Linked DNA regions of Mus musculus: all the other regions are linked to region 3. Evidence: chromatin contacts called from public promoter capture Hi-C data. All regions are on one chromosome and are shown on one strand. Each heading gives the region's core, a stretch centred on a gene start, on an enhancer-like site or on the middle of the called end of the contact. The rest is flanking DNA. Distances are from core to core; before and after follow the strand shown.

Region 1 (5,437 bases), core at 1,680-4,179, 1.5 Mb after region 3:
GAACATTTTCTTTAAGCTGCATCTCCATATTCTTATAATTGTTACTCAATTTTTTTCAAGAAATATTTTATTGAAAATACCTAATCTACAACAAAATTAAGATATTGCCTCTAACATACTATATTATATAAACATTTTACGAGAAATGTCCTGCATTATATGTTATAAATTCAGAAGCTAAGCCTTTGAGTATCTCCACATGGGATACTTGCAGAATTCTGATCATTTCCACTGCTGTGCTTTAAATAAACTTCCCCACTACTTTGCAAAAGAAATAAACATTTAGGAATGAGCAAATCATGGAACTATGGTATTTCTAAGAAACATAATTAAGAACATGTGAAAAGAGAAGACTGCGTGCACTGGCACACACCTGTAATCCCAGCACTTGGGAGGAGGATGCAGACAGCCCAAGGCCAACCTGGGCTACAGGAGACCCTATGTCAAAATCTTCTAAGCCTAAAAGTAAAAAGTGGGAAATACTTGGTTCTAGTTTATGCACACAGGAAAAAATAAAATGAAACAAAACCAGGTGAGTGAAAACTTGTACAACTTTCCTGTTACACCAAGAGGTCAGTGGCTGGGCTGACAGTGACGGCAGCAGACAATAATTTGAAGGGTGAAGCTGCTCACCACCTCTATGGCTAGCTGCTAAGCATGAAGAGTTCTTTCCAGGCCAGCAGGTCTGCATAATCTAATCTGCCTCCATAACTCTGGTTTGATCTCACTGAATCATGCTGACAAAGACTGAAGCTTGTTTTGTGTCTCTTTTATGCACAGAGATAGAGCTTTCGAAAATTCAGAACAGCTTTTGCTTGGTTTGCAAGGTTATAAGCACTTGGCCGTGGGACAGAGCTATTCTATGACCTTCATTTTCACTTTTCTTTAACATCAATGAAAAATGTTTAATGGGTTACACTACTAGAAATCAACTCCTCTCGGGCAGGAGAGAAGGCTCAGTGGTCTCTTGTTGCTCTTGCAAAAGACCTGAGTTCAGTTGCCCGCACTCGCATCCAGCAGCTTAAACTATTGTAACTCTACTCTAGCTGTGTCCAGCAGCATCGCCATACACACTGTATGCTTACACAGATATGCACACGTAACACATAAGTAATCTCTTTTTAAAAACTGAGTGCTACTTTGTTGATACTGACAGAAAAGTGTCAAGCATAAGACATTCTGCATGGATCATTCTAATAGCTAAAAACAAGTGTCTATAGCACTAAAGAAAACAAAAAGAAAATGATCACATATACGTAGATTCAAAAGGCAACTATGAGGGCCAGATAGCAAGGAATTCTCAATATATAGACACTTTAATTTTATAATTTAAGCAGCAATTATTTTGTTCTAATTATATTCTATATCCTATACCCCCAAGAGTTCACTTTTTATCAGGCAAAGCTAACACACACAAAACTTAAATGTTTTCTACAAAATTCATGAAACAACAAAATCTAATTCTCTATCACATTAGAGTATTTTTTAAATTAAGTTTCCTAAATCCCAAAATATTATTAAAACTGGTCCAAGCAAGCTTACCTGCCAACAAAATTATCAGCAGTAGCTATTTTAAAGCTAGGCTGGAAGCCAGAGACGCTGTACTAAGATGGGCTGCCTATAAAAACCTTTGAATGGGATTGTATAATTAATGCACTCAGTACCCCATTTCTTTACTAATTTCACAGATAACAATTCATTTTGGGAACCAAACTACTACCAAACAAAATTAGAATTTAGCTCCTTAAGAAGATAGAATTAAGAAGAAGAAAAAAACAAAACAGAAAATAGAAATGGAACCCGGTTTTAAAATGCAGAGCTTTTCCAAACTATAGCGCAGGGCTATTTCTCAGAATTACTACACTTTCCAAGCACAAACATCAGCCTTCATACGGGAAAAAAAAAGTTCCACACCAGCACCCGTTCTCTGTTAAATTAAAAAACAAATAAATAAACATGAGATGGTGGTCCTCACACCACCTATTTTTGAGGCTAACACACTAAGAACTTTAATACAGAAAGGAAGGAAGGAAGGAAGGAAGGAAGGAAGGAAGGAAGGAAGGAAGGAAGAAAGAAAGAAAGAAAGAAAGAAAGAAAGAAAGAAAGAAAGAAAGAAAGAAAGAAAGAAAGAAAGAAAAAAGAAAAAATCCGATTTGTTCTCATTGTGGAACTCTTAACTGGTTTGAAGCTTGTTGTGTAGCTCAAGCTGACCTGGACTCTGGGTTCTACCTGCCTCAGCCTAACAAGTGTGTACCCCTGTATCTGGCTATATGGGTAACTTTCTTTTTTTAACAACAGCAACTGCAGTGCACAAAAGAACATGTCAGTATTATCAAAGAAGCTGATTTTCCATAATGTGTACATAACCCACCTGATCGTTGCTAAATGTTTAACCTCCCAACAGACAGTATTCTGAGACATATAATACAATAGCTACCATTACAATTCTACTGTTTTACTAGAGAGACACCAGATTAAAGCTGCTCTTCTGATACCATCTCGTTGAGGTCATAAAATATCAACCCCATGCCAGGAAGTTTTCAACAATGAAACTCTTAATAAATCAATAAAATAAAATATTGAAGAATATCAGCACTTGGAACGCAAAGGTAGAAAGATCTGTGTGCAGAAAACGTTCTATAACAACTACACTGGAGTTCTTAAGCCCCCAGGTTGGCCTTGAATTCAATATATAGCTAAGATTCTACCTGAACCCTTACCCTCCTCCCTTTGCCTCCAGGGGCAGTGATCAGAGGCAAGCAGTAACAGTGGCATTTTTGCTTTCAGGTTTTAAATGTGGAAAATAGTGTGCCTGGCTGACATTTCTGCTCTAAAGCTCCTATGTGAAGCTCCAACACTCCCTTCTGCATATGTCAACTATCATACAACTTCAGGTTGGAATGATCTCCACGCGAAAACTCTGTGTTGCAGCTGGACTGCACAGATAACTGGGATCCTCCTCCTGTGTTGGCCACATTCCACCAGAGCAGGCAGTACAGGACCACACCGAGCGGACAAAAGCAGTAGTCCTTCCAAGTCGAACACTGCTCACTTCCTACCATCTTGGTTGGGAGCATCCGAGCACCAGAGAATCTGAGCTGTGGATGTGCTTGTGTGATGTTTTTAAACGACCATATACTACTTAAAGGACAAAAGAAACCTCTGCGACCAGTTTGCAGTGTCTTGTGAGCAGCAAGGTCATTCTGAATCTTACTCCACTGCATGAAGCCACTGAACTGTGACATCTGTGTGTGCTGCCACACTTAAAATGTCTGGAAATGTTTGTTTTAAGGCTATTGCTGTCATTGTTGTTGGGAGGGCAAGAGGGTAGTTAATCTGAAGCCTTGCTCTTTTGCCTATTTGGAGCTTGCTTTTAGCTCATGAATACAACAAATCTTATTTCCTCAGGCATGTCACAATGCCTGATCTGACAGTTTGCTCTTGCAACAATGCTACTGTACAGTTAGCTCACTCAATAGCCAGTAAAGAGCCTACCATCAAGCACAGCATATGGAAGATTTGGTTCACAGAAGCTTTGGTAAACAGTTTAACTTCAATGTCATGAAAGTCACTCAGTAAGAACTACCCAACTAAATTGTTCTCAGATACTGAGATGTTTGATGATTTAAACTGCTAAATATTTGGTGACTTTGACAAACTAATAAAAATAGTAAGAGAAAGAAGGAACAAAAATATGTCTACTATTTCAACAAACTTCTGGGAAAGAAAAAGTATAAAGGGTCAAGACACACACACAGTGGCAGCAGGCATCTCCACAGGGGGAGCCCAAGATGCAGGCTCAGTATCAACTCAAGGAATGACACAACATGCAGACTGAAAAAGAAACTTAGTTTAAACTAAATTTTCACAACTCAGACATACGCACACATGTAATCAACGGTGACAGAAAAGGAGGGTTCTCTAGCACAACAGCTCTGTCAAGTTCACGTCAGAAGCCCCTGGTCCGAGAGCTTCGAACAGGCTCCCTGCCTCATGGTTCTCTAGTCTGGGTTTTGTTGGGGGAAGGGAAACTACTTAGTATAAGCTGTCCTAGACTTTACAGCAGTGTGGGTCACAGCTCCTCACTGGGAGGTTTGAGTGTACCTGTGGTCACTGCTACAATGAGTACACTTCTTGGAACAGCCCAACTCCAGCAAACAGACAACACATGTGCTAATCAGGCTAGAAGAAAAGCAGTAACCACTCCTGACCTCACGGAGCCCTTTTCTATCTTTGGCTTCACTTTAAAATGCCTTTGTAAGCAATTCACAGATCAAATCCCTAAATCTTTGAAATGTTAAAGTGGTTTCTTGATATTAAAAAAAAAAAAAAAAAAAAGCCAGGCGGTGGTGGCTCACACCTTGAATCCCAGCACTTGTGTGGCAGAGGAGGGCGGATTTCTGAGTTCAAGGCCAGCCTGGTCTACAAAGTGAGTTCCAGGACAGCCAGGGCTACACAGAGAAACCCTGTCTAGAAAAAACAAAAAGAAAACACGGAAGGGCCTGGTGAGATGGCTCAGTGGTTAAGAGCACTGACTGCTCGCCCAGAGGTCCTGAGTTCAATTCCCAGCAAGCACATGGTGGCCCACAACCATCTGTAATGGGATCCAATGCCATCTTTGGGTGTGTCTGAAGACAGCTACAGTGTACTGACATACATACAATAAATAAAGAAATCTTTCTAAAAAAAAAAAAGAAGGAAGGAAGGAAGGAAGGTCGGTCGGTCGGTCGGTCGGTCGGTCGGTCTAGAGAGGCTAAGTGCTCAGTGGTTAAGAGGCACTGGCTGTTCTTCCAGAAAACCCAGATTCAAATCTCAGGACCTACATGGTAGCTCACAACTGTCTGTAACTCTAAGATCTGACACCCTCATATAGACATACATGTAGGCAAAACACCAATGCACATGAAAATTTTTAAAAACTAAATAATTTCTTTAAAAAGATCCCTTCCACTAATCTAAAAATATTTCCAGTAAGAAGAAAAACATTATTTTCACCATTTAATTTCAACCACAACTGGCCATGCTGATATATGCCTATAATCTCAGTACTTGGGAGGTCCCTGGTTCAAGGTCAACCTCTGCTATGCAGCAAGCTCCAGGTTGTCCAGGCTGCCTCTCTCGCTCAATAATAATTAGTATTAATTAATTAACTAATTAATTAGACCACAGAATTGGTTTTTTAGTTTTTTAGGGGCTATAGAGATAGAGCAGTTATAAGCACTTGCTTCTCTTCCAAAGAACTTGAATTAGATCACCAGCACCTATAATTGCTAAAAACTCCAGCTCCAGGGGTTCTAATGCATTCTTCTGGACTCCATGGGCACCTGCACATATGTGACATGCATGCATACACACACACACAGACACACAGATACACACACACACACACACACATTTTTTTTTAATTTATTTAATGTTTTTAAAATCTGTTTACCAG
Region 2 (5,373 bases), core at 2,421-4,920, 1.5 Mb after region 3:
AATTTTGTAATGGTAATAATAGTATTAAGATTAAAGTATGTAGCCGGGCAGTGGTGGCACATACCTTTAATACCAGCACTTGGGAGGCAGAGGCAGGCAGATTTCTGAGTTCAAGGCCAGCCTGGTCTACAGAATAAGTTCCAGGACAGCCAGGGCTAAACGGAGAAATCCTGCCTCAAAAAACAAAAAACAAACAAACAAAAAATTAAAGTATGTTGCAAAGATTATTTAAAAAGGATATGGCTATACCTACATTAATAATAATATAAAAGTTACAAAGTTTAAAACCAATTCAATATCTGAGATAAGAATAAGGGTTGATTTTCTAGAACAGTTCCTCTTAAGTAGTGATTTGTTCCTACTAATGTTTACCAAAAAGTAACTTGAAACAAAAAAAAACTTTGTTTAATCCCACCATAATAGTAATAGACTAAACCTCTAAACCAGCCTCAATTGAATGCTTTCCTTTATAAGAGTTGTCATGGTTATGGTGCCTCTTCACAGCAACAGAAACTCTAACACATCTAAACAGGGTCCAAAATAACAGGGGAGACAATGCCCCAACTAGACATCTTTCACCATGTGAACTCTCCAGTGACAGGAATGGGTTATATCTAGTTAAGCCACTGACCAAAGGGGCCCCGTGGAAACCCTCAAACATCTCAGGCTATTGCCAAGGCCCTTGGTTACACTCTCCACAAACTAATGGTAAAGACATATTGCTATAGATAACACCTTCATACCTCACTGACCACAGAGAAGTCAAGCTGGTACCTAACTGTATATAGGCTTCACCCCTACTACTAGTTCTCACGGTGCTGGAAGGTACGCTGCATGGCACCAAATGAGAAAAGTAACCATCAACCCAGTTACAAACCCTGCCATCTACAAGTGCATCCCTGCCTGCAAGATACACTGGTACAACAGTATGTTGTTGGGGAATAATCAACCACTATCTGACTGGAAGGACCACTCCATGAGGCAGAACCTATGCCTGACACTGCCTTAGGTGGCAAAGAACCTGAGACTGGATAGGCCATAGGCCTAGGAGAAAAGCAAGTGTTATGTATTGGTCTGCTAAAGAAGTAGTAGCAATAGAATGACTCCTAATGACACTCTGCTATACCCACAGATCACTGCCTCACTCAGCCCTCATCACAGAAGCTTCCCCTTGCAGTAGATGGGAACACAGAAACTCCACAACTGGGCAATGTGGAGAGATTAAGAGATTTTGGAACACTCAGACAGAAATGGGATATCTTCAACAAACTCCTCTCCTAGGGGTTCAGGGATCCATGTAGAAGAAGAGGCAAAAAGATTTTAAGAAGCCAGAGGAGATGGATGACTCCAAGAAAATAGTGCCCTCCAGACACAACAGGATTGATATACATATGAACTTTCAGAGCCTGGGATAGCACTGCACAGGTTCAAGCCAGACAGAGTTTCAGCAATGAGAGGAGAAAGTGGACACAGGCAAGCATTCCTAGTGAAGAAGCTGTCTGCAATTCACACCTGCTTACAAAGGAAAAAGTGTTTTTCTCCAATGGAGTCTCACTGGGTATATTAACCACACTTCAGCGTTGGCCTTACACCCAGCAGTACATGCTTAACACAAAACAAACTCGATGGTATTTTTGTAGACATTTTATGTCGTATTGCCCTGTTTGGGCACTGTTTATTGTTTTTGATCCAGTCTTTTGTAAGGTTTCTGTTCTGTATGTGAGTTTCTAGTGTTTGTTTTCTAGAGAGAGAAAGAGAAGGAGAGGTGCTGGATAGGGTGGGTAGAGAGGAGAGGAGAATCTGAGAGGACCTGGGAAAGAGGAGAAGCATCATCAGAATATATTATATAAAAACGACTAAAAATTAATTTTAAAATGTTAGCCAAAAATCAAAGTAAATTATGTTTGAATGGGGGAAAAAACAAATAACAATTCTAAAAAAGCCTCAGGTTAAATTTCAGCATTTTATGTTTCCCTACTGGACAAAGTCTTTCTCTTTTTAATAAGCAGTCACTGTTTTAACCATTTAAAAGAAAGTTTTAAAGAGTCAGGCTTATTTAAAATATTCTTACTAAATTAGTAATTGAAAAGCTTGTTTCAAAGAACAAATATATAAATTTGTTTATAAAACTTGGTCTACTGGATAAATAAATAAAACATGATATTGTAAAATACTTTCCTTTTTTTAAAAGATTTATTTATTTTATATATGTGAGTACACTGTCGCTGTATTCAGACACACCAGAAGAGGGCATCAGAACCCATCATAGATAATTGTGAGCCACCATGTGGTTGCTGGGAATTGAACTCAGGACCTCTGGAAGAACAGTCAATGCTCTTAACCACTGAACCGTCTCTCCATCCCTGTAAAATACTTTTAACTATAACAAAAATTCAAAATTAATGTGTCCACCAAATATTAAGAAAAAAAAAAAAACAGATGATTTCCTCAATGAGAGGAGAGAAGGAGTTTACCACACCAAAGACTTCATTTTTATTAAAAGATCAGGATTATATCCAAGTATTTCTAACTCACACCTAGATTATAAAACTTTCTTGATATTTAATATCCGACCTAGTATATTTCTAAGTGATAAAATAATAAATAATTTTGGTCTTAACGAAGTTACAAATGAAAATGTTATATGCTCTCACTGAATCAAGCCATTTTGCTATGGCTGCTTGCTTGCCTTAAACTCTATCTTATTCAAAACAAGAGTTTAAAAGATTCAAGATTCAAGTGTTTTCATTGTAGGTAGGTAGGTAGGTGTGTGTGTGTGTGTATGCGTGTGCGTGTGCGTGTGTGTTTCTCATTCACCACAATTTAAACGAAAAAAAAAATCTAGTTTTTAAATTAAACTACATTTAGTCTTAGCTAGAAATACCAAAGGTTTGAGTTAATGCTTCTCATTCAAATCATACAAAAGACATCCATCTCTAATAACAATATCATGTTTTATGCTTTAAGTACTCATGCTTTTTTTATTTAATTAGTATCCAAAATGCTCTCCAGATAGTCAGGATAAAAATATTAAACAATGTGTATTCCAATAATAGAAGGTGGGGGGGGTGATAATAGTACAGTGACTCCTTCCAAACTCCTGTTTACAACCATTTAAATATTAATAAGATAGGTTATCGACTATAAATAACTGTAAATACAGGGGAAAACATAGCAATCTAGTTTTTAAACCTATGTAAATCTTGGTTATTTTAAATACATGTTTTCATCTGTTAAACCTTTTTACTTCATTAGGCCAATCTGAATTCTTAACTACTCAGTTTTAGATATAATAATCCTTTTTCATATATAAATATTATGTTAGATACAGAGTATGAAAAATTCAAATAGGAACTGGATCATTCTGGCTAATAGTCTGAAAGGATGCATGAGTTTCTTTCTTAATAGCCTTTACCAGTTATTCCTCTCTCCTGAAAACTGATATTCTACCCACTACTCAGTCTCAACTACATCAGATCATAGGAATGAGATTTCCTAGCTACAAGGGACCTTATGATATTTAATACCATTTGGACACCTGCATATACAAAATGTGGTACTTGGAAAGTGCTAATGAAAACTCCTGAAAAAAGCTGTGTCTACACAGACTGATTGGAAACCCAGTAGTAGGAAAAGACTGAAATACCGCAGGTCCAAAGGCTAATTTAGCTTATTTGGGGCTAGCTGTGTGATGGGACAAAGTTCCTCAATCTTCTCTCAGACAGAGCCATCATTAGCTTAACCTGAAATAAACATCCCTCCTTACTCCCCACACAGTAAAAAAGTCCCATGGGAAAGCACCCAGCTCTGTTGTAGAAACTTGGGGCTGAAATGTCTAGCCAATTATGTTTGATGCTCGATTCCTTTACTTCCCCCTACAACTGCCAACAAGGATGAAGTTTTTCCTGTGTTCTTTCCCTTTAAAAGCTCCCAGTAAAATGCATTTGAGGCTACTCTGTGAGAAGTGTTTCTCTTTGGGCAGACATCAGCAGCTTAATGCTGACTCTCAATAAGAACGGATGGTCATGTTGGAGTCTTTGGAGTCACTACCCCTGCAACATTTGGAGGTCCACAACAGTTTGACCAGCACTCAGGTCTCAGCTTGGGCTCCCTTCTAGAGGGTGTACAACATGACATGTTCCAGGATTCTAGGAGAGAACTTAATGCTTGCAGACCCCTCTGACATCTCAGTCTAAATTTTCTTCAGTGAGTCACCTGGTCACCTCCAGAGGTGCCCACCTCTTTTATTGCTTTTGTTTGTTCCTGTCCTATCTGCCTCTGTCTCTTCTGATCGTGTATGTTACTTGTCATTATGAATTAAAATCCAGAAAGTGAAACTGCAGGCACTTCTGCTTGTGAACAGCTCACTCCTTTGGAGTGTTTCCCTCACTATTTCCAGGAGGCAAATAAAGACAGGGAAGCAAACTAAAGGAGTTGATTTTTTGAAAGAACACCTTCCGACCCGACCCTTTATGAATTAAAGCAGCCTTCTTGTGACATTGAATGGTGTCTGTGGGCATATATAATAAAGGCAGATAACGAGCAGTATGACTAGTGATCACAGGAAAGCCTGGCCACCATGGATCAGTTTTCCTCCCTAGATGCTTGGTTAAGTCTATTGCAACAACCTCCTTCATAGGTTAGCTTAAAGCTGGTACCAAGGTTTTGGTAGCTAAACCCCAATGGGAAAAGCAACAACAATTCTATCCAGTGACCCAAAGGAGGAAGACCTACTGTCACACTATGTCCCTGAACAAAGGGAGAGCCCATCACAAGTCTGGACCCCAGAGACCTTTTCCTGTTCTTCTCCTACAAAGGCCTCCCCCAAGTATGTGTCTCCTCCACATTATCCACAATGGCTCCAATTATGTCCTTCCCTAAATCCAGCAGATGTCTCAACTACCATTCCTGATTCCTTTGAGTGCCCTATTCAACCTAGACCCCAGCAGTTGCTGCTATTATTTTCCTCCAGCAAGACCTCTAGACTCAGTTCTTTTGAGCCAAAGGATCCCAGCTAGAAGCCCTACACCCATTTATGATATATGTCCCCTTCTAGACCAGTGACCTGTAAAACTCTAAGTCCCAGAACCCCATTTCTCTGAGAAGCTGTAGGCACTAATCTCTCTCAAGACTGTTTTCTATACCCAGCAGCCCACCTGGGATGATTGCCAAGTTACTGGTCACTCTGTTCAGATTAGAAGGAAGGGATCTTATAAAGCTGGAAGCTAAGAAAGCAGTCCTGTGTCCAGAAGGGGGATCTCTGGCTAATAATGCTTACTGCAATTAGAGCACATTTCTATCCAATCAACCCCATTGGGATCCTAACACTGACCCAAGAAAGGGAGCACTAGAAGCCTACTGCTGGACTTTCAA
Region 3 (6,104 bases), core at 3,545-6,044:
AAACTATTTTCTGTATTTCTCTTTGCTTCTTTAGAGAAATGGTGCACGCCAATTCAACTACGCTACAGAGTTTGTTTCCAAGGTTCTGTTTTTGCTTTATTTTATGACTGCTTTCATTTGGGTGAATTAGAATAATTAGCGATGGCTTAGTTGACAGAAAGGCTGCCAAACATGCATAACGAACTCAGTACTGCACAAAACGAGTGTGACGGTGAAGGACAGTAGGAAAAGAAAATCAAGTCATTTTTCTGCCACGGAGTTCAAATCAAACATGGGCTGCAAAGTGAAACTATCTCAAAAAAACAACATAGTTTTTTCTTCTTCTTTTTTTCCTTTATATGTCATTACTCATTTTCCATTTGGTTTTTCTTCCTCATAAGGTAAAAGAAAAAAAAATCCCGCTAGATAAATCCCTCTGTTTCCCTCCATGAAAAGAATGTAAGGACTAAAACTAATCTTTTTACTCGTGCTTCGTGTTTCGGGCTCATTGGAATTGTGTACGTAAGCGGACCAGTGCCTGGCTTATGTTTTCAGCGCTTTTAATCGATCCGGTTGCTGTCTCTCAGAGGAGGAAAAAACATATCTTCTCTACAAAAAGTGCAGTGTGATTTTAGCAGATGAGGCGGCGGTCTTCACCCAGATCTCCAGTCTTCTTGGATGCACTCCAAGCAGACGCCAATCCTCGCGTCCCCAAGGCTGCGGGTTCAGGCGTCCGGGTGCAGCCCAGCTCTTTGGAGAAGGCCGGCCAAGCCCTGCAGGGCGAGTCTCCCGGCCTCCCTGCCTCCTCCGCGCGCAGCCCGAGCGGCTCCTCCCGGCGGGCTCTGGAGGCCGCGCGCCCGCGGGCTGTGTGGCCAGCTGAGGCAGCTCGGCTCGCGGGCTTCGGGGTGCAGACAGGGCTGGGGAGCAGCGTGGCGGCGGCCGGCGCTGCCAGCGTGCAGCAGGCACCGCGCATCCCCGGTTCCAGTCTTCAGGTCCCGCAGTCTAGGAATTCCTCAAGAGCCGGCTGGTGCGCCAGGCTTGCAGGAAGCCCGCAGGACCCGGGAAGCTGGCGCCACCCGGAAGCGCGGCTCCTCAGCACAAGTGCCGGAAGTGTAACTGGTGGCTGAAGGCTCGACTGCCTGAGGGCCCTTGTGATACCACGCCCACGAACTAACTGCCTTGCTTGGTCAAAACGCTGTCCCCAGAAACCTGGGGGCTTGTGGCCCAAGTGGCCTTATTGTCATTTTATGGACTGGGTCTCCAATTTTTCCTAAGAGCCTCTAGGCAGAGAAGGGTATGTGCGTGTGTGTGTGTGTGTGTGTGTGTGTGTGTGTGTGTGTGTGTAGTGGTTCCTGTGAACTGAAAGTTTGGTACTTAAGAAGCTAACGGCTACGGTTAAGTTTTGTGTGTATAAGGTCTCAAACCTGGGACATATGGCTAGCCAAGGGACCTGTTGTATAAAAACTGACCGTGACCATCAGGTTCTCAGCATTGCTAAGACCTGTTACAGAGTCCTGGCTTCTCTTAGCACGCCTCACCCCTGCCTCCCACCATAAACCTCTCCAGCCCCTGAACTTGCTTGTCTTCCCCCAGCTTGCGATTCCTAGAGAACTTAGCTATTTTGGGTGCACGCTCTTGGTCCTCGGCTCCCTTGGTCTCTTCTCTCTGCTTCCCCGCTGTCCCTCTAATCATCTGATCTATTCTGAGAGAAATGTTCACTCTGTACTCTCCCAAGTTGCCTCTGGCTGTTCTCTCCTTTGACAACCATACCAAGGGACAATCACATGCTCGTTTCCACTCAGTGTGCTTGTTGATTGTCTTCTCTGTGGGTTGGTAGGATGCCCTGCACCCACAGGCGTTGTATTAAATAGCTATGTAGATGTCTCTCTTTATTTTCAATTGTTAGTTTCTGTGCTATGACTGGATATTTGGTATGGTCGTTTCTGTGGCCCATTACTTCTTTCTATATGTAAATGTTTTGTCACTAAGTCACTTGCCCAAAAAGAGGAAAAAGCAAACAGGTCACAGAAAGTCACCTTGGTCTCAGGCTGGCCAAAAGGCACTAAGACATGGATTTTGAGGTCTGAGATACTCAAGCCATGCCTAGTGTGACTTGTTCTTCCTGCTGCCTGCAGACTGGGCTGGAGAACTGTTAGTTACAGCTCGAGCACCATGTCTTCCTGCCATGATGATAACGGACTAATCCTCTGAAAATATAAACCAGAAATATTGTCCTTTATAAGAGTTGCTGTGGTCCTGGTGTCTCTTCACAGCAATAAAACCCTAACTAAGGCCGTCTTTCTCCTCATAATTCTCAAGTTTAACAGTCACAGACACTAGATAAAAGCAAAAGGTGCAGATGAATTTATATGGCCGTACTAGAATGCAGATCCAATTTATGATTCCAGTTTCCTTTAAAATTTTATTTTCTATGTAAGAGTGTCATACCTGCATGAGGTCTGTGCACCACTTGCATGTCTGGTTCCAGAAGCAGTTGGCATCCCCTGACACTGAACTCACAGACAGCTGTGAAGCAGCCACCTGGTACAGGGACTACAACCCTGGTCTTCTGGAAAACTAGCAAATGTTCTTAACCACTGAGCCCATCTCTCCAGCTCCTAATCCAGTTTTTTTAGCCACAAGGGTATCATGGCCTGAAGGTAGGAATGACATTACTAGGTACCCCCTCCCCATCCCATTACCAGAGTCTCCGGAATGTGCTCTGCCATCGAGCTACACCCTAGCCCTATGTAATAATTTAAAAAATCATTATTCAGGCATATTTCACTTTGGATCTTTCTCTCCACACCTGCTGCTACACACTTTCCTTCCTGTAAATGAAGTGTGGTGTAACTCATTACTGTTGAATTGTAGAAAAGGTAAGCTTCCTAGCCTTTAGTTATTGTACAGTCCTTGCATTTACTGGTGCATTGGCTAATCACATATTTCTTTTGATAATTTTCATTGGAATCCTAAAATAGCATACATTGATGGAACTTTAATACCTGAACTATATATATAACCTGGGAAAATGAACTGCAAAATTTAAAATCTTAAGCAAGGAGGGTACAGGGCAGCTCATTGGTAGAGTATCTACAGGGACTAGGGCAAGACAAAACAGCTACCTTCATTTGTTTCTTCAACTCTTTTTCACTGTTCAATCCAATAGAGGAAATCCTTAGCCTTACAGTGTGCTCCCCTGGTCTCATGTACATGCAAGCATTAGAGGATTCTGTCTTGTTAATGTGCAGTATTGATGCTGTTTTCTGTAAGGTTGCCTTGTGCTTGTTCATCTTATGTAATGATTTAAAAGCATGCATTACAAAACATTCGCTGGAACAACACAGTATTCAGAGAACATTTTCCACTAAGTGTCCTCCTCCCGTCACCTGTGAGGACTAGAATCACATCTGGCTTTATTATATACATTTCCTGAAAAGGCTACTGGATACGGTAGAAATTATGTTTTTGAGACCCAGCATTACAATGTAGCCCGGGCGGACTGGACCGGGAGACCCTCAGCTCCAGCTTCCTTCGTGCTGCAGTTCTGCTAGAGCCAACCTCCAGGCTGGTTGTTCATTTTAGATAACTATCCTTAGAAAAATACAGTGCAGTCAGAACACAACAGTAAAATGACCAGGTGTGTCAACGCTGTTGTTTGTTTTAAAAGGATTCAGTTGTAAGGCAGACATCTTGCCTCTTAAATAAACAGTAGGTTGTGGGGTGTTTTGTTTTGTTTGTCTATTTGTTCTTGCTGACCTGAAACTGGCAAAATAGTGTAGTCTCTGAACTTCTGATACTCTGGCGTTCACCAGGGAAGGTTGAGATTAAACAGGCAGTTGCGTGCCTTTTGCCTGGTTTATGCAGTGAACGGAGCTAGGCAAGCACTCTGTCAACTGAGTCACACCCCTAGCCCTCAAACACTGGGTTTGTTATTAGTTTGATTATGAAATTTATGGTTAAGCACATTGATTTTCCGACTACCTCTTATTCTACCCCCTACTCCTTTAAATTTGTAAGAACTCATCTGGCATAGGCTGGAGGAGGAAATATTATGTAGCCAGGGATGAACTTTTGAACCTCTCGTCTCCGAGTGCTGAGATTACAACCGTGCACACAACACTCAGCTCTCTTCTCCAATTCTAATGCCAAATACTGTTTTCGTCTTGCAAATAAAATACGGCTTAGAAGGCCACCTGTTTTGCAGCACCAAGAGGAGGGTTGCTACTGGCATTTATTTGACATCCGTGTTCCTTTTTTTACTTTAGCATCCTTAATTGTGTTCTTTCCTTCGACCTACTTTCCCAAACTAAGATTCGGTGTGGATTCTTGTAACGCGTAACGGTAACCAGATTTTAGAAAAGCTTTTGTGCCTTAAAAACCACCGGGTTACAACATTAATCATTTCGGTCTGTTTGAATTCTCTCCACACTATTCTTTTCTTGTGTTCGCTGCTTGATTTCCCAGAATGAGAATTGAACCTCTCATTTTGTTCTGACCCAATTGTTGTGTGTGTGTGCCCTCCAACACCTAGAGCGCTTGTTTCCAGGAGGCGTTCTCGGGTTGGCCCAGAACCAGGGCAATCACCAGCTCTCCACCCTGCCCTGGCCTCCGGCTGTTCCGCAGACCTTGCCCTCGCCCTGGCCCTGGCCCTAGCCGCCGCCGCAGCAGCAGAGGCCTCAGCTTCAGCTCGCTGCAGCACTGCCCCGGCGGTCGCCAGCCCCACACCCGGCCTTTGTACGTGCGCCCAGGCGTGCCAGCGCACCGGGCACGTGACCCCGCCGAACGTGGCATTGTGTTATCACGTGACCCAGGTGCGTACGCGACGGAGCGGGCTGCGAAGATGGCGGACGATGAGGCCGAGCAGGAGCGCCTGAGCGGTGGCGGCTGCGCGGCGGAGCTGCGGCGCCTGGGCGAGCGGCTGCAAGAGCTGGAGCGGCGGCTATGCGAGAGCCGGGAGCCCGCGGTGGAGGCCGCCGCCGCCTACTGCCGCCAGCTGTGCCAGGTGAGCCCCTCCCCCTCCGCGGGCCTCGGCGGCCGGAGCGCGGGCGGTCCGCGTCTTTGTGTTCCGCGGCCAGGCTGGGCCGGACGGCCTCGGGGCTCCGTGCACGCTCCCGGGCTGCGCCGCGGGCGCCGGGCTGCCCGCCGCGCGCCAGTCCCCCTGTCGCCGCCGGCCGTCGCGCGCAGTCGCTCGGCCTTTGTTGTTGGGTTAGGCTGCGACCGGAGGGTCTTTGTTGATGTTCTCGAGCCAATCCCGCCGGACCTGCAAGCTGGGAGTGGCGGCGGCGTCTGCGCTGCGGCCGTTCCTGCTGGCTGCTCTCCGCGGTGCATAGGAGCTGTCACCGTTCCATAGTCAGTCGTCCCTTGGGGGCGGCTTTACCAGTGCCTGTTTCGCCTTTACGTTCCGGAAGAGTACGATTTCCGGCCCCCCCCCCGTGCACCCCCACCCCCACATTTCTTGGGTTCTTTCCTGTTAAGTGTCTTTGGTTGACAAGGGATTTGTGCTTGGGTCAGTTTCAGATCTTCCCATTCTTTTCTTGCCCAAGGACATTGCTTTTCAGCAACGTTTTCTAACTAGGATTTAGAATGTTAGTAACATTCTAAATGTTATCTTATGACAGATATCAGAGTTTGGATCTCCATCTGGTCTTAAGACTCCCCAGTTAACGTGTGCTGACTATGGAGGGAGGGAGAACATTGATTAAACTGCCTAGTTGAGGCCGTTTTTTACATAAAGCATGAAACCTAATGGATGTGTCATGCTTAAGATTTTGTTTTGGAAACACTGAGATTTGAACAATGGTGGAGCATTTTAGGATTTCACAGGGATACTTTCACTTGCCAGCCTCCAGGTGCTGAAATCTATCTTTCTAGGGTATCTGATCACATACAGAAGCAGCCCCATTGCCGTATGCATTTTATGCTCATGCATTGATGGTTCGTTATTTAAAAAAAAAAAATAGGACCAAGGATGACTTGTCTGCAAATATATGCAGTCAGAAAGTTCGTCAGATCTGGAGGCCACATTACAGAGTCATTGTTTTAAACCTTAGTATTAAAGAAACTTTGAAATTTGCTATTTTCTATGCCCTGAAATTGCCCACCATCGTAAGCCTGAGAAATTA
Region 4 (5,330 bases), core at 593-3,092, 1.4 Mb after region 3:
ATAGAGTGGGACACCCGCTATCCCATCTAGGTTGTAGTAACAGTAATCACTGAGAAAAACTTCCTTATGTCTTTCTTACCTGTTACCAGGAATCTGCACAAGGCTGTGAATACTGTTGGGTTGACTGCTCTACTCTGCTTGGTCAAAGAAAGGCCAGCCTCTCAAGTTCCTACAGGAAAATCTCTAGGACCTGGACCTGGGTCTGGCAGCCAAAGGCCAATACTGCTCTGCTGTGTGGTTCAAGATCAAATGTTGTCCTGTACGACAGGTGAATACTGACTATTGCCACCAATCAAGCCACTGAGACCACATTAGCCTAAGGCCACCAACTAGGTGAGTATGTCTCTGCAATTTAATTGATACATAGGCCATTTGGATTATACTTCCTACTAAAATTTATCCTTCTCAGACCTCTGATGGCATTTAAGGCAAGGAAAAATGTAGATTTATCAGTTTAACAGCAGCAGGCAATCAGCTCCTTCCTAGAGGCTGAAGCTACCTTCCTTGTAAGTTCATTTCATATGTAACAATCAGGCTTTGCTTTTTCCTAGAGCTACTAGATCTTCTGCTGAGAAAGGCAGACAGGTTTGCCTTGCTAGCAGACTTTATAGTAAAGACTAAACAAGTTTCAAAAGTAATTTTTTTTACTATTCCTTTATTTAAAAGAACTTGCTTTGCAATGACTGCTCTCAATAATAATTACTTGTGTCTCGGATAAACAACTAGATGAAATTAAAAGGCTTTACATATATTTAAGTTCTGAGGCCCTAAGAAAGTGTTATAAGGCATGTAAAGGTCTGAGGACGTCAAAGTGTAAGTAATTCTGAGTGTCTAAGAAACTGTTTTAAGGTATGTAATACAAGTTGTAGAAGCATAAGAAAGACTTAAGTAATAAGAATGTTTCAGATTTCCTCCCTCCTCTTTATGCTATTGTTATATTAAGGTTTCTAAATGTCAGAGTTTTAGCCTTGATCAGTGAAGTTTGGTAAGCTGGTAAGCACTACTACTACTATCAATCACAAGCTCAAGATTTCACTTTTCCTTTTGTTACCTTCAAAGTACAGACTTAAAAGAGCTTCTCCAGGGCTGGAGAGATGGTGCAGTGGTTAAGAGCACTCACTGACTGCTTTTCCAAGAGGTCCTGAGTTCAATTCCCAGCAACCCCATGGTGGCTCACACCATCTGTAATGGGGATCTGATGCCCTCTTCTGACGTGTCTGAAGACAGAGACAGTGTACTTACATACATGAAATAAATAAATAAATAAATCTTTTAAAAAGTGCTTCTCCTCAAGCTAAAAACACCTCTGTCCAATCCATACAAATCCAACTCTCTGGACAGAGAAAGGAATTTCCATGCTTTTTAAGTCAGGACATAGCTTTTGCTATGACACAAAGGCACGAGTCTACTCCAGCTGTTTTACAGAGACACCTGTTAGCTGCTTTCTCCACACTGTAGATTTTAGTACAGGTTACAAACAGTGGTAATGCTATTATAGCTAGAACTTTTATTTCTTTGTAAACTAAAAAATGTATGTAAGCTTCAAGGAGTTGAGGAAACCATACAAGTTGGAACCACCTCTCACAGGTCAAACAGACTCCAGATAAGTACAGGCTAAGTTTCCTACCTTCCCTACCTGCTCGCTCCTGGGGGGGTGATTGTGCAAGCCTCCCCTCCTTGGGACACCTCCCTCCTCCAACTACAAGGACTATCGGCCTGAAAGTTCCAAATGTAAGACTTTCCTTTATATTCCTAAACTAACTTCTGTGCCCAGTCTATATCCATCTCAGCAGATTTCCACTTGGCTGACAGACACCATGCAGAAAACAGCTGCTGACCACAAACTGTTCCACATGGATGCCAGGATGTATGCCTGCCCCAACTGGGCAAAGGCAGGAAGAACAAGGGCATGTCTAATCGTGGAACTAACAGTTTGTAGCCATTCTACGGTAATTCCTGAGTATAGACCTGACCAGTATCTGTCACCCTGGCCAGCATTTAATAAAGCTTACTTCAAATTTGGCTCAAAAATTTATGGTAGTGGTCTTACTCTTAACCAGTGGGATTAACAAAACATTAACAAAGTTACAATAACAAATAAAAAGAAAAAGTTCAAATCTTCCCTTTTATTGCTGCCTTGCTATTTTTTTTTCCATTGCCCTCCCTCTCTGGTGTGTATTTAATGTGTATGTGGGGCAGGAGAGACACACACGTTCAAATATGGAAGTATGCTCTCCTATGTGCCATAGCACACATATGAAGGTAGAGGTGTCACTTTCCACACATGGTGCCTATGTTTGCAGTTGAGTACTCTGCCTCTCATCTCGCCATGAGCACTGGATTATACACAACCTAGCATACCCAGCTTTCTGTGGTGCTGCAGATCCAAACTCAGGGCCCTCACACTCACACAGGAAGTGTTTCACCTGCTGAGTCATCTCCCAGCCCCATTTTTTCTTTCATTTCTTACAACAATGCTAACTAGAATTACTCACCTCTTACAAATGATTTCACTATTTATGTGTCTAGGTACCCACAGAGGCCAGAAGAGAGGCTGGATCTGCTGCAGCCAGAGGCATAGCTAGTTACGAGCTGCCCGAGTGCTAGGAACCACACTCTAGTCCTCTGCAATCTCTCAAGCCCACTTGATCAATTCTTAACTAATATTGTTATGGAAACAGTTTTGACAAAAGACTGAATGCTCCCTTCAGGATAGGAAGATGTCCAAGGATATCTGCTCTAAACATTACTGTTCAGCTTGGCGTTATAGACTGCAGTCAGAACAATGAAGACACTGCAGTGAAATGCACCCAAGATCAGACAAGGATAGCCTTTTTCAGTGGATCACATAATTACGTAGAGAAATGCTATAAAATCTACAAAAATCACTATAAGAACCAATAATTGACTGTAATAATACTATAGAATTCAAAGTCAACATGTTTAAAATCATCTTTTGTACATTAGCAATAAACATTCAGAAACTGAAATAAAAATACTTTTATAATAGTATCAAAAATATAAAATACAGATGCTTATGCATTGTAAAACTATGCAAGATCACCAAAACAAGAAAATATCACTGGGAGACATTAAAGCTGGATTAAATAGAGAGATGCATCTTGCTTGGTGAACTAAATGACCCTATATTATTAAAATCTACCTGCCTTTCTTCCTCTCCTGGGAAGCAAATCCAGCAACTCATATCACAATACTGTTAAAATTTCAATTTTATTCAAATCTATCTATAGAGTCAACATAATCCAAACAGAATCCAAATAAGCCCTTTTTATACAAATTGATGAAATAATTTTTAAAAATATGAAAATGAAAGAAAACTAGATTGACCAAACATACATTAAAAAAAAAGAACAAAACAGAAGGATTTATACAATTTGATTTTGGAACTTACTATAAAACTACAATAATCCATAAAGTATGGTTCTGGTGGAAGGTCAATGGTACAGACCTATGTATCTACCCTTGAAAAATATAGGATAAGCCGGGCGTGGTAGCGCACGCCTTTAATCCCAGCACTCGGGAGGCAGAGGCAGGCAGATTTCTGAGTTCGAGGCCAGCCTGGTCTACAAAGTGAGTTCCAGGACAGCCAGGACTACACAGAGAAACCCTGTCTCAAAAACACCAAAAAAAAAAAAAAAAAAAAAAAAAAAAAAAAAAAAAAAAGAAGAAGAAAAATATAGGATAGCCTACTGAAAACTATATACAAATGGTAACAAGTAGTGCCTAGCACACACAAGTCACTTGGTTCAATTTCCAACATGATCACACAAAGAAAAGTAGTAATTATAAGTGCAAGAGATGAATTTCAAAATAATCATGCTAAGTTAAAGATAGAAACATAAGAGAATGGGATAAAATGTGTGACTCCACTCATGTAAATTCCTCTACAATACAAGTTAGTTTACAGAAAATATGGTACACTTACACAATGGTGTACTACTCAGCTATTAAAAACAATGAATTCATGAAATTCTTAGACAAATGGATGGAACTAGAAAATATCCTGAGTTAGGTAACCCAATCACAAAAGAACACACATGGTATGCACTCTGTGATAAGTGGCTATTAACCCAGAAGTTCAGAATACCCAAGATACAATTTACAGACCACATGAAGCTCAAGAAGGAAAACCAAAGTGTGGATACTTCAATTCTTCTTAGAAGGGGGATCAAAATACCCATGGGAGGAGATACAAAGACAGTTTGGAGCAGAAACTGAAGGAAAGGCCATGCAGAGACTGCCCCACCTGTGGATCCATCCCATGTACAATTACCAAACCCAGACACTACCGTGGATGCCAACAAGTGCTTGCTGACAGGAGCCTGATATAGTTGTCTCCTGAGAGGCTCTGCCAGAGCCTGACAAATATAGAGACACATTCTCACAGCTAAACATTGGACTTGGCATAGGGTCCCCAATGGAGGAGCTAGAGAAAGGACCCAAGGAGCTGAAGAGGTTTACAGCCCCATAGGAGGAACAACAATATGAACTAACCAGTACCCACAGAGTTCTCAGGGACTAAACCACCAACCAAAGAGTACAAATGAAGGTACCCATGGGTCCAGCTGCATGTGTAGCAGATGATGGCCTTGTGAGACATCAATGAGAGGAGAGGCCCTTGCCCTTGTGAAGGATCTATGCCCCAGTGTAGCAGAATGCCAGGACAGGGAAGCAGGAGTGGGTGGGTTAGTGAGCGGGGGAGGAGGGATGGGAGAGGGAGGTTTTCGGAGGGAAAAGGAGGAAAGGGGATAACATTTGAAATGTAAATAAAGAAAATATCTAATAAAAACAAAACAAAACCCAAAACAAATTAGTTTAGTAGTTTCTAAGGGACAAGATGACAAAAAGAAGAGCATAAAGAAAAAAGTTCCAAATGATTTCAGTATCTTTTTTCAAGTGATAGATATATTTCATTATCTTAAGAGCTTTTACATAAGTAAATATCAAGCTTTTATCAAACTGGATGTCTAATTACAGTATACTGATGTAAATCATTCCCCAATAAAGGAGAGCACATATTCTAAAAATACTGTTGAAAGTCAACTCTAGAATGATCAGAGTTTTAAACACTGGGTCTAAAATTGCTTAACAATTTTTGCAGAAGACATTAGCAAAACCCATCCATGAAATTATTCCTTCACATTCACAACATCTTTTATGAGGCTGGTCGCTTTACTAAACAGTGGGTTCCAGATAAGTAAACACCAAAGAAAAACACACAGAAAATGAACAATCATACCTTGATTTGTGCAAAGGGTCTTTCATAACCTCCAACATAGAGAAGGCCAACATTCTGTGGAAGCAACCTA

Evidence for each region. Promoter capture Hi-C pulls out the DNA fragments that hold promoters and counts their contacts.
Region 1: a promoter capture Hi-C map of the 3T3-L1 cell line shows a contact between it and region 3, with 7 times the contacts expected there. The contact joins the enhancer-like site here to the promoter of Zfp292 in region 3. A contact is called at or near these places in 14 of 39 promoter capture datasets (the 3T3-L1 cell line, 3T3-L1-derived adipocytes, the C10 cell line and 9 more) and 1 of 115 datasets of contacts at active chromatin or transcription factors (embryonic stem cells).
Region 2: a contact with region 3 is called in a promoter capture Hi-C map of liver, with 3 times the contacts expected there. The contact joins the enhancer-like site here to the promoter of Zfp292 in region 3. A contact is called at or near these places in 12 of 39 promoter capture datasets (the 3T3-L1 cell line, 3T3-L1-derived adipocytes, the C10 cell line and 7 more) and 1 of 115 datasets of contacts at active chromatin or transcription factors (pro-B cells).
Region 4: a promoter capture Hi-C map of the HPC-7 cell line shows a contact between it and region 3, with 4 times the contacts expected there. The contact joins the enhancer-like site here to the promoter of Zfp292 in region 3. A contact is called at or near these places in 3 of 39 promoter capture datasets (the HPC-7 cell line, the SN4741 cell line and pre-B cells) and 1 of 115 datasets of contacts at active chromatin or transcription factors (large pre-B cells).

Annotation. Positions count from the first base shown.
Region 1 is chr4:33,341,418-33,346,854 of GRCm38.p6, reverse strand. The region is part of intron 8 of Rngtt (RNA guanylyltransferase and 5'-phosphatase); the gene reads right to left. Among named protein-coding and RNA genes, the nearest start is that of Rngtt, 34 kb to the right of the region's middle. Within about 2 kb of position 2,929, at least 27 of the 459 cell types and tissues checked have an H3K27ac peak or open chromatin away from gene starts, as enhancers often do. A contact at or near this core is called in 3T3-L1-derived adipocytes, where this site is marked.
Region 2 is chr4:33,382,743-33,388,115 of GRCm38.p6, reverse strand. All of the region lies in intron 12 of Rngtt (RNA guanylyltransferase and 5'-phosphatase), which reads right to left. Among named protein-coding and RNA genes, the nearest start is that of Mir8118, 53 kb to the left of the region's middle. Within about 2 kb of position 3,670, at least 6 of the 459 cell types and tissues checked have an H3K27ac peak or open chromatin away from gene starts, as enhancers often do. A contact at or near this core is called in liver, where this site is marked.
Region 3 is chr4:34,881,638-34,887,741 of GRCm38.p6, reverse strand. Zfp292 (zinc finger protein 292) reads left to right here and starts at 4,794. Exons shown (of 8, transcript NM_013889.2): 1 at 4,794-4,984. The coding sequence starts at 4,823.
Region 4 is chr4:33,443,598-33,448,927 of GRCm38.p6, reverse strand. It overlaps Rngtt (RNA guanylyltransferase and 5'-phosphatase), which reads right to left. Exons shown (of 16, transcript NM_011884.3): 14 at 5,261-5,327. Among named protein-coding and RNA genes, the nearest start is that of Mir8118, 8.2 kb to the right of the region's middle. Within about 2 kb of position 1,842, at least 40 of the 459 cell types and tissues checked have an H3K27ac peak or open chromatin away from gene starts, as enhancers often do. A contact at or near this core is called in the HPC-7 cell line and pre-B cells, where this site is marked.